Linked DNA regions of Mus musculus: all the other regions are linked to region 2. Evidence: chromatin contacts called from public ChIA-PET and promoter capture Hi-C data. All regions are on one chromosome and are shown on one strand. Each heading gives the region's core, a stretch centred on a gene start, on an enhancer-like site or on the middle of the called end of the contact. The rest is flanking DNA. Distances are from core to core; before and after follow the strand shown. Region 1 has its middle 15 kb from the start of Mettl22. Region 2 holds the start of 1810013L24Rik (RIKEN cDNA 1810013L24 gene). Region 3 holds the start of Abat (4-aminobutyrate aminotransferase).

The links. ChIA-PET counts read pairs in DNA pulled down with a chosen protein or histone mark. Capture Hi-C pulls out chosen DNA fragments and counts their contacts.
Region 1: an RNA polymerase II ChIA-PET map of memory CD8 T cells shows a contact between it and region 2, with 6 read pairs. The contact joins the enhancer-like site here to the promoter of 1810013L24Rik in region 2. A contact is called at or near these places in 5 of 39 promoter capture datasets (the HPC-7 cell line, cranial neural crest, hematopoietic stem and progenitor cells and 2 more), 1 of 484 Hi-C or Micro-C datasets (B cells), 3 of 115 datasets of contacts at active chromatin or transcription factors (bone marrow-derived macrophages, extraembryonic endoderm stem cells and memory CD8 T cells) and 3 of 9 other capture datasets (adipose tissue, liver and pancreatic islet).
Region 3: a contact with region 2 is called in a promoter capture Hi-C map of liver. The contact joins the promoter of Abat here to the promoter of 1810013L24Rik in region 2. A contact is called at or near these places in 5 of 39 promoter capture datasets (cranial neural crest, hippocampal neurons, liver and 1 more), 1 of 115 datasets of contacts at active chromatin or transcription factors (embryonic hindbrain) and 3 of 9 other capture datasets (adipose tissue, liver and pancreatic islet).

What each region holds. Positions count from the first base shown.
Region 1 is chr16:8,454,060-8,457,554 of GRCm38.p6, forward strand. No RefSeq gene overlaps it. Among named protein-coding and RNA genes, the nearest start is that of Mettl22, 15 kb to the right of the region's middle. Within about 2 kb of position 1,307, at least 41 of the 459 cell types and tissues checked have an H3K27ac peak or open chromatin away from gene starts, as enhancers often do. A contact at or near this core is called in the HPC-7 cell line and memory CD8 T cells, where this site is marked.
Region 2 is chr16:8,828,529-8,831,937 of GRCm38.p6, forward strand. It overlaps 1810013L24Rik (RIKEN cDNA 1810013L24 gene), which reads left to right and starts at 1,572. Exons shown (of 4, transcript NM_001081400.3): 1 at 1,572-2,157; 2 at 2,793-2,873. The coding sequence starts at 1,932.
Region 3 is chr16:8,511,616-8,515,361 of GRCm38.p6, forward strand. It overlaps Abat (4-aminobutyrate aminotransferase), which reads left to right and starts at 1,814. Exons shown (of 16, transcript NM_172961.3): 1 at 1,814-1,959.

The DNA.
Region 1 (3,495 bases), core at 57-2,556, 370 kb before region 2:
CAAGACATTGTGTTTCCACCATGCTGTCTCCCCATTCCAGGTGCCTGAGGTCCCCTGTAACCTTACAGTTCAGGCTCTGCTGAAGTGGTGTGATCACTAGCAATCACAGCCAGTGGATTCTGGGTGGTTGGAACCAGCCCTGAGTTGGAGATTTCAGACACCGATGAGTGAGAGCAGATTAGAACAGAGTCGATAGGGTATATAAACCTTTGGGGGGGGGGGTGTACATCATTGGCTGAGGCCAGGGTGCTAGGATTGCCTCACTTGCATGAGGAGGAATTCCAGGTACTGCTGGACATGACTTTATAAGGGGAAAGGAGGTTTATCCTGACTACCAACTGGCTAGGTGACCACCAACGGTGGGGCAAAGGTGGAGGCACAGGGCTAAGTGCGCTAGGACACGCGGGGCAGGGCAGGAGGTGAGCAATCCTACTCCTGCAGATCTCCAGCCAGATTTCCAAGGTTCGAACAGGTCTCAACCTCACTCTTGCTCCAGGCCTGCTCCCCACAGGTCTCTGACTCCGCAAACTCATATTACCCCATCATTCCAGCCTCTGTGTAACCCCTTTATCTGTGAGGACAGTCAGTGCTATGAAGCCTGGTTGCCTGGGTCGTGTTCCCTGCGCAAAGCCTCCAGTACCCTCTAAGCTCCTCCAGTGCTTTCCCCGCGGAGCTCAGCATTGCTGCCTGGAACACATTTTCCCAACTGAGAAAGAAGAAATCAAAAATGTTGTTTTTGCACAAGCCACCTTTTCACCCATGGCTAAAATCCTCCCACAGAGCATTAATATCCAAAGCCATTTGGAAAGCAAGCTGGGAACTTGGCCTCCCGGAGACTGTAGTAACTGAATTTGCACCATGAGCCAGAAGTGGCCTGGCTGGGGACAGTGGGAATGAGAGGGCATGAGACAGGCATCTGGGGATTGGAGTTGCCCAACCCCCCCCCCTTCCCCACCAACAAGCAAGTGAGCCTCTGCTTCCTGATCTTCAAAAAGCTTCCCTCGGGGAAGCTGGGGAAAGTAGAGCTGACACCCCTTAGAACACAGCGGGGGCTGAGCCTGTGTGTCCAGCGGATGTGAGAGCCATTCCCTAAGCAGAGCACTGGTAGCTAACCGGAGAAGATGCGACCCTCCCTGCAAGCCTGCCACCCCGCCTCAATTAGATTTGGCTTGCAAAATGTTCCCAAGATGAAAGGAGCTGCCAGGGAGCCAGATAATCAAAGCTTCTTTGTGACCTGAAGTTCCTAGCCTATCACTGGCTGGCAAAGAGAAAATGAGAGGTAGAGAGAGAAGAGGAAATTACAAAAGACCACAAAACAGGATGAGCCTGGGCAAAAGCATCCCCGCCCACTCTCTGACTAGTATAGATAGGGGAGGTGTGGGGGAGAAGTGCAGGGTGAAGGCCTGGTATTAGCCTGTCCATCTCTCCTACATAGGGAAGCTGGCACTCAGCAAGAGTAAGGCTCACTCCCAGATCTGCCCAAGGCTCACACCTTGCCTTTCTTCTACTACTCGGGATGATCCTGACCATATTTTATCCCTTTCTTCAGGGTCTTTCCTGGCCATATTTTATTCCTTTCTCTGTCCTGAACTCTGCTTCCCATCTACCAAGTCAGTCAGCATTTTACACACACACACACACACACACACACACACACACACACACCTCAACCTGTCCCTGGATGTTCCTTACACGATGCCGCTATAGAATCAAGGGTTGTTGAGTAACTAGCTGATGGAGCTGCAGTTTTCTCAAGGATCTGTCCCCTGAGAGACTCCCTGCTCCAGTAGATGGCCTAAACCCATGTATACACAGCCAGCACTAGGTGAATTCAGCAGCTTGGGAGGCTTGGGGAAGGGAGGGGAGAGACAGAGCACGCAAGCATGTGAAGTTGAGAGGGAAGTGTGGAGGAGCAGGAGAGGAATCAGATGGGAGAGAATGGGAGACAGACTTGATCAAAGCGCATTCCATGCACATATGAAATTCTCAAACAATAAAGAATAAAAAAGAGAAGGAGATGAGAAAGCATGTCCAAGGAGATCCCTTGCCACCATCATCCAGGGGCCACGGATGCTTGTGGTCCACTGTGCTGCCAGGTAACTGGATATCAGGCTCACACTGCACATAGAATCTCAAGGGACCAGTTAAAGGTGGGCATGTGGCTCAGGTGATGGCATCGTGGCTTGGGAAGCTGGTGGGCCAAGCTGAAAAGGCTTTTCCTGAGGTGATGACTCGTCAGCTACGGTGTCCTAATTGGAAGCATTAGGACCAGAGTTTGGAGCCCCAGGATCCACATCAGTGCTGGTGGGCATGAAGACCTGCCTCTAAGTCTAAAGAAGACAGGATCCCTGAGCAAGCTGGGTAAGGAGACCAATGTGCCCAAATTCTCTGGGGCTGACTGGGAGACGTTGCCCAGGGCACAAAGTAGAAGGATGACTGAGAATTATCAGCATCAACCTCAGGCCTCTACATACTCACATACATGTGCCCACACACATGTGAAGCATGCATATTCACATATACACAGCACACATGGAAACAAAAAAAAAATCAATGAATATTTTTGTCCTGTGACATAAGTAAGGGAGTCTGGCCCTCCCTGAAACAGGCCTTGCAAGTATAAGAGCCCTAAATGGAGAGGGTTACAGGCAGGACAAGGTCCAGAGGCAGGAGGATGACTGTTAGCTTGTGTAAGTTATATTCTAACTAGTCCATTCTGTGGGATTTTCTATATGTCCCACTCCCAGCAATGTTCTGGGTACTTTGCAAGCACCAGCACAAACTACAAAGAACATAAAGTCTCTTTGCCTAATCTGACAATGTTAACCAGCCTTGGACCCACTACTCTCTCAAAAGTTTCAAATGGGACAACTTTGCACTCCCTTCAAGGAATGAGCTGGGCAGTGTTTAGAATGTGGCTGGGTCTGTGTCACTCCATCGCTCACAGGTAGGGAGTTATAGTGATTTGAACACATTATGTGTAGTACTTTGAGCTCTTCAAGAGGTCAACACAGCCTGAGACAGTGGGAAGTGGGGATAAGAACTCAGATGAGTCTGCCCATTACCCATCCCATTTGCTTCAAGTAAGTAACTGCATTATGGCCACCCTCAGAAACATTGTGCTGCAGTGAAAAGGAATGCCATTCAGTGAGCACAGCATAGAATGATTTCATAAAGATGAACCAAAAACTCCAACCATCCAAAAATGTGCGTGGAGTGATTCTTGTTAAACTTTAAAACAAGCAAGGCTGCACTATGCTGTGAGGCACATGCATAGACATAAATAGAGATTGGGTTTTGTTTGGTTTTTCTTTTTTGTTTTTTGTTTGTTTGGTTGGTTGGTTGGTTTGGTTTGGTTTGGTTTGGTTTGGTTTGGTTTGGTTTGGTTTGGTTTAGTTTGGTTTGGTTTTTTGAGACAGGGTTTCTCTGTGTAGCCCTGGCTGTCCTGGAACTCACTCTGTAGACTACGCTGGCCTTGAACTCAGAAATCCACCT
Region 2 (3,409 bases), core at 322-2,821:
GCAAAACATTAATGCACTTAAAATAAAGATTTTATGAATCATATATTAAAATATGAATTATTTATAAAGCAAATTATAAAAAATAAGATAAAATATAACAATAATGTAATGTTACATATTATCTAATATAATACAAAAATAAGTAAAATTAAAATAAATTATACATAAAACAAAATAAAAAACAAAAACGCATCACAAGGTGTGGTGGCAAAGGCTTTTAATCCCAGCGCCCAGGAGGTAGAGGCAGGAGGATCTCTATGATTTCAAGGCAATCCCAAAACTACCAAAAAAAAAAAAAAAAAAAGTTGTTTCAAGAAACAAAACAGGCCGGGCGTGGTGGCGCACCGGAGGCAGAGGCAGGCGGATTTCTGAGTTCAAGGCCAGCCTGGTCTATCTACAAAGTGAGTTCCAGGACAGCCAGGGCTATACAGAGAAACCCTGTCTCGAAATACCAAAAAAGAAAAAAAAAAAAAAAAAAAAAAGAAGGAAACAAAACAAAGAGCACCAGCACACCTGGCTTTGAGCCTAGTCCTAAGGAAAATGGAATATGAACTTTCAGAGAGTCCAGAGATTAGGCTCTGGGAACCAGACAGATCAGGGAGAAGTCCGGAGAAGCCAGAGCAGGCAGGATCAGATCCTGCAGGACTTCCATCCAGTACAGATGGCATACATAAGCTGTCAGCTCAGAGGCTGAGAGGTCCCGTCATTGTGCTGCCCTCTTGTTCCCAGGCTTCCAGACCTCTTTCCTGGCACTGATCACTCTGAGTGAGCAGTGCAGGGGCCCGGGTGCCAGCAATTGCACATGGGGGGCGGGGGCGGGACGCGGCGGTCGCACGTGTCCCGGGAGCGTGCATGGGACAGGTGCCGGGCCGCTACTAGCGCTGGGCGCACTGTCCGCCAGGCGGCCCTGGTGTCCAGCTCCCTCCGGTCCCCTTCTCCGGGAAATCTCGGTGAGCGTCCCCAGGTCGCTCACACCTCCGGAGAATTTTCCTTTGGATTCACACGCTTTACTTGCCCCACTAAGGTTGGGAATTCTGGCATTAAAAAAACATAGAAAGGGCGCTGCAAACAGAGGTAGACTGCACTTCTCAGGAACTCGAGGAGTCAGCACATAAACACTGCGTGACCATGCACTTGCAAGCCCGGGAAAGGCCCCCGCGGGGTGCGGTCACCCGGCGGAGTCACGTGACTCTCAGACGGGGTGCGGGAGCGAAGCGAGCACCGCGCAAGCGCAATCCCTTGGCTCCAGTGTACAGATATTTCTTCTTCTGCTTTGGTTGGTCGCACGCAAACACTGTCAACTCCTCCCTGCTCTACAGTCTTCAAGTTCCCTGACATTTACTCCTTCCCCCAGCCCCCCGCCCATTGATGACATCAGTTCGACAGGCGGGTAAGCCAATCAGAACGCTGCGTTCAGGGGCCAGCACGCGGAACCCGTTGCGGCGGGCCAATGGGGAAGGTCGACGGTGGGCGCGCCCCAACCGCCTCCTGCCGGGGAAGCGCCGCTGGCCAAGTGGGCGGCGCTTTCCAGTCAGCATGTGGGCGGGGGAGGGCGGGGCCCGGTCGCCGCAGAGGCGTCGACGCCGCCGCCGTAGACGACGTTCCTCAGTCTTCGAGGTGGGCTCGGCGGCGCAGGCCGGACAGGGAACGCCGGTTGGAGAGCGGCGGCGGTCGGACCGAGGCCGCGGGGCCGTGGGTGGGCGGTAAAGGGGTGCGGGCGAGGCTAGGGCAGGGTGCGGCACCTCGGAGCGGGGTTGGTGGGCAGAGGACTCGGGCTGTGCGGGGTGGGTGCCGGCTCCGCGGGCTTGCACAGAGGCCTGGGCCGGCCGCCGGGCCCCTCGTTCCCGGGCCTGTCGACGACGACGTTCCCGCGGGGACCGCGCTTAAGGAGGACGCGGCGGCGGCGGCCAGGCCGCGGGAGGCCGCGGAGGATGGAGGAGCGGAAGGAGGAGGGCGAGGCGGAGATCCAGGAGCACGGGCCGGAGCATTGGTTCTCCAAGTGGGAGCGGCAGTGCCTGGCCGAGGCCGAGCAGGACGAGCAGTTGTCTCCCGAGCTGCAGGAGGAGGCGGCGGCCGCCGCGCAGCCCGAGCACAAGCAACAGAAGCTGTGGCATCTCTTCCAGAACTCGGCCACGGCCGTGGCTCAGCTCTACAAAGGTGAGGCCGCGCCGCCATCTTGGCGCCGCCCCGGCCTGCGGAGCTGCTCTTCCCCCCGGTTCCCGGCTCGGTCCCCGGGACCTGGCGGCTCCTCGCACCCTGCGGGGATAGCCGGACGACTGGGAGGGGAGGGCCGTGCCGCGGACCCCTGGCCATCTGACCCGCAGGACGGCGACGGAGGAGCTACCCTGGGAGGGGGAAAACTACGATGAAGGATGGGGAGACCCCCGATTTAGAGTACCTCCCGAGGGTCCCCACGTACCGGTCCGGGTGTCCCCGGTCGGATCGTGGGGGTAGGGGAGGAGTCCCTGTCACAAAATGGCGAAGGAGGCGGTGGGGCGGCCCTATTGTGCCCCGAGCCGGCCTCGGGGCGGAGACTGCTAGGGGCGCTTCCCTGAGCCTGCCGGGCGGCGTTCGCCACTCGGGTTGCGCTGTTGTCAGGTTCCCCTTCCTCGACCCAGTAACTCCGGTCTCACGCTCCCTTTGGGATCCCCAAATCCTGAACAAAATGGCGAAACCTAATATGGCCGTTCCGGAGTGAGTGACGCCCAAATAACATTCTCTTCTTTCTCTATGTCCTTGTGTGTGTCTTTTTCCCCCCCCTATTGTTTTTTTTCCCCCCTTTTTGTTTCCAGACCGAGTGTGTCAGCAGCCAGGACTTTCTCTCTGGGTCCCCTTCCAAAACGCAGCCACCGCCGTCACCAACCTCTATAAAGGTAAAGATAACCTTGCTGTCTTGCCAGGGTAGGCGGGGAGGGAGGAAGGGCAGGCCACGTTCCGGTTGACAGCCGATGTTCTGAGTGTGTTTTCTCCTCTCAAGTTCAGCTTCTGCTAACCTTGAATGCCTTGCAACTTGAGAATATCTGTGGTGTTCTAGCTAGATATCCAGAGGCAATTTTTGACACGCCTCCTATTCCTCCCTCGGGGACGTATGACAGTGCCTACGGGACACTTGGTTGTCAATCTTGAGAGGGGGCTGCTGGTTACTCTACAGTGCCTGAGACATCAATCCCCTAGCTCCTACCCTTTAGCAAGGATTTAACGCAGTCTGCAAAGGGCTGAGATTAAAGCTCTGCTGTGGAAGACAAGACAGGTGAGCCTTGTCTGGAAAATGATTCAATAGAAGCAATTACCCAGAGTCTGCAGATTCTTGACTCTGGCCACTGGGAGCATGGCAGTGTAAAAACATTGGAGTTCTTTGAACTCTTGCTGATTGGATTGGAATTATGAATGTTGGCCTGCATCTAGTAAG
Region 3 (3,746 bases), core at 564-3,063, 320 kb before region 2:
ACTGCACAGTTCCTGGAAAGCCCACAGAAAGCGATAAGGCCAGAGCCATCTTGGGGGTCTGAAAAACAGGCGTTCCCATCCTTTTGCTTTAACTTGCTTTTCTTTACAAAGTATTCATTGTCCATTTGCTCTCTTTGGGCAAGCAATAAATGGATTATCAGCAGGCTTAGGTTTTAAGAAGAAAGTGCTAGATTTACAACACAGCCTCCAGAAAATTCCTTGGGTCAGGTGATAGGGATAACTTGGATAGCAACTGGCAGGACCTTCTGGGTTCCCAAGGGACCGAGGATCTAGGCTCTCACCTGCTCCTTAGTCTAGTCATTGTCTCTTTGGGGTTCAGTTAGGGATCGCAGTGGATTGCTTACTTGGAGTTGTTTCATTTGTTTGCTTATTTCTGGCCTATCTTGATCCCTTTATTTCTAGGTTTACAATCCATAATAACTATATATGAGGCTGCTTGGATTCCTGGACTCAACAGGGACCTCCAGGCTCTGTAAAAGTTGGCCAGATCATGACACAGTTGCCTGGGAAAATCCTAGAGGTGGTTAAATGTTTGCAACTTTGATTTTATCAATGAGTGATAACACCTTGTGTCCAAATAACGTTGGAAAGTTATAAGACCATTAAATATAAGCAAGCAAGTGAGCAACACACACTGCATCCCATCAAACTAAAATAAATCCTCCCTCCCTTTAAAAATAAACAAATAAATAAAAATAAAAAATGAAAAAGGAGCCAGGCATGGTGGTGCCTTTAACCTCAGCACTCTGGAGGCAGAGGCAGCCAGATCTCTGTGACCTGGAGGCTGGGGTGGTCTATATTGCAGGTTTCAGGATAGACAGGGCTATGAAGAGAGACCCTGTCTAACAAATAAACAAATAAATAAGTGAAATAAGAAAGACAAAAGGAGAAAGGGGGAGGAGATGGCTGAGCAACTAGGGCCACACACTGCTCTTGCAGGGGCCCTGAGTTCTATTCCCAACACCGCATTCTGCCAGCTCACAACCACCTGTATCCACAGCTCCAGGCAGTCCCAGGATTCCAATAGCCTCCTCCAGCATCCATACACATATACATAGACAGATAGACACGTGATTGAAATAAATTTTATTTTTAATGAAAGAAAAGGTGTGGGACTTGGTCACTCACATATTCGTTTTAACTGGTTTCCAGTGCATCTTCAATTTTCTGAACACATCTCTATTACATCTAAGATCTTGTTTCTACTCATAAAAGAGATAGAACCAATTCTGCCTTCCTTTACCATTAAGGAAATGGAGGAAGGGTTGGGAAAGAGACCTGTCCTGAGTCCTGACCTGACTCTCAGTTTAGCACTCTTATTGACCTGCTGTGCACCACTGATGCACCAGAAGGTGGCATGGAGGGCCAGTGCCGACAGGTGCTTTAGTTCTGTTTCAGGGCCCCGGATTCTCAGGTTCCAGAGACCAGATCCGAAGCACAGAGGTCGGGGTTGGGGTTCAGCTCCATTCATCAGCAATTCCCAGGATCTTAAAACAGTGATGTGGGGTGGGAGTACATTGAAGATTCGCCTTAGCCTGCAAAGTCCCTCCCTCCTGTAAGGAGAGGACTCCTAGCCCCCATCAGATTTGCTAGGGATCCTTCGGCTGCCTCTCCCCAAGTCCCTTGCTCCGGCCCTCGCGGCCCTCCTCGGAGACCCCCGGGCGCATCCTATCCACGGAGGTCGGACTCTGCCCCCGCCCCGCCTTCCCCCTCCCCCCGGGGGCGGTGGCCCATGGCGGGTGCTCTCATTGGCTGAGGCGCAAGCAAGGGCTAGAGGCAGTGGTGCTGATTGGCCAGGGTGGCTCGGCGAAGCTTGGGAGCCTGGTGAGTCGCTGGGGGAAGCGGAGCAGACGCCAGGCGCAGCCAGGAGCATCGGAAGGTGATCGCGCAAGTCCGGCCCGCGGATCGCAGCCTGTAGATCGCAGCCCGGGCCTGGAGGTAAGTGCGACGCGTCTGTACGCGCGTGGCTCGCCCTTCTGAAGGAAGCCAGAGAAGGACATCTTCCTCTAGAATCCGGGCCCTCCATCCAACCAGTACGCGGGATCCTGCTCCGAAAGGAAAGGGTCTCCCACCTCCCAGGCCCCAGAAAGCAAAACAGCTTCGTGTAACCTTCAGAAATGGGGCCGTCCGTCCTGCCCACTGGCTGGAGGGGGAAATCCCTCCCTCGTTTAGTCCTTGGAATAGAGTCCCCCCCCCCCCCCCAAGTGGAGTCCTGCCTCCGCTAATATCTAGACCCTTTCTCATCTCCTCCCTTTCCTAAAAATCTAAGTTAGGTTCTCTTGCTTCTCTCTCTCTCTCTCTCTCTCTCTCTCTCTGTCTCCTTGGAATGTTGAGGACACAGCTCGACAGAAGGGTCCTATCCCTCCCCAACTGTGAAAGTCCTGGAGAGTAAGACCCTCCTTTCAACAAGGACATCCCAGGCCAAATCACCTGCATGCCCATTCCAGAAACTAGGTGCTGGATTCTGGGGACAAATGACTTCTCTTCTATTCCTATGAAGTCTCTTCCCACCTATAGGAGAAGCCATAACCCCCTAAACAAGGCTTTTAGGGGCCTCCACTTCCCAGGCCTAGAGCCTCCAAACTCTAAGAGCACAGATGGCCTTGGCACTGCAGGACCAGCAGGCACCCCCTTCCACCCCCACCTCCAACACAAATGTAAAAGTCTGTTATTCAGTGTTACCCTACAGACGCAGGTCTCTCTCCGCCTGGACAAAGGGCTATCAACATAGAGAAGAGCTGTTGGCCCACTTCCAAGGGTCCCCTGTTCGTTTCTTGGGGCTGCCCCCATCAAGTCCCGTGGATATTGCCTGATGGAATTCCCTGGGCATTAGGCCAAGAGAAGGCTGCTGCTGGGCTTGTCCACTGGTCTAGGGACACTGTTGGCTTAGCTGTGTGCCTCCCTCACACTAGCCTGAGAAGGTCTGGTGGGGGCAGGTCAGGAGACAGGAAAAAATTGAATCTTGGCCTGTTCTCTGGATCTGGGATGTGGGTTGGGGAGAGAGATGTTTCCTGGAGGCCAAAGGACAGCTCTGGGAGGGACAATTAACCCTGCCTGCAATCCTACGATGTAAAAGAGCATCTACATTAAGACTGACCGTTCATTTGGTACCTGAACCAACTGAGGCACTGGCTCAGAGAGAAAGGAATGGCTCAAGGTCACCCAGCCAGTCACTGACAAAACCAGCGTAGCTCCTATAGGGTCACTGGGGCTCCCCAACACTAGCTCCAGTCTTCACATGTACAGTGGGCACATCTGGGCACCATGTCCACTCATCACAGGACGCAGCCACACTGAGAAAGGCAACGCAGAAGGAGCAGAATTTGTAGAAGGTCTGTGAACACTCCACAGACTCTGGTGGGATCCATTCCTGGGGGCTTAAGGGTTTCTGTTTTGCACCTTCTGCAGTGAAAAGCTTGCCAAAATCCAGATCAACCCAGTAGAATGGATGTTATCAGTTACAATAAGCTAGAGCCAAGGCTACTGTGAGGACCGCGGCTGCGTGACTGGGTTTGCTCCAGGAAGAGGTGCTGAGGAAGGTGCACCCCTTTCCTTCCTGCTGCCTCTGCTCATTCTCCCTGGCTCCCATTCTCTACAGCAATGGCTTGTCCCTGCTCTGCTCATTCTCCCTGGCTCCCATTCTCTACAGCAATGGCTTGACCCTGCTTAGATCCAGCGCCCTTTCCTGGCACACGGGTGATTTTCTGGGACCATTTAGTGATCAC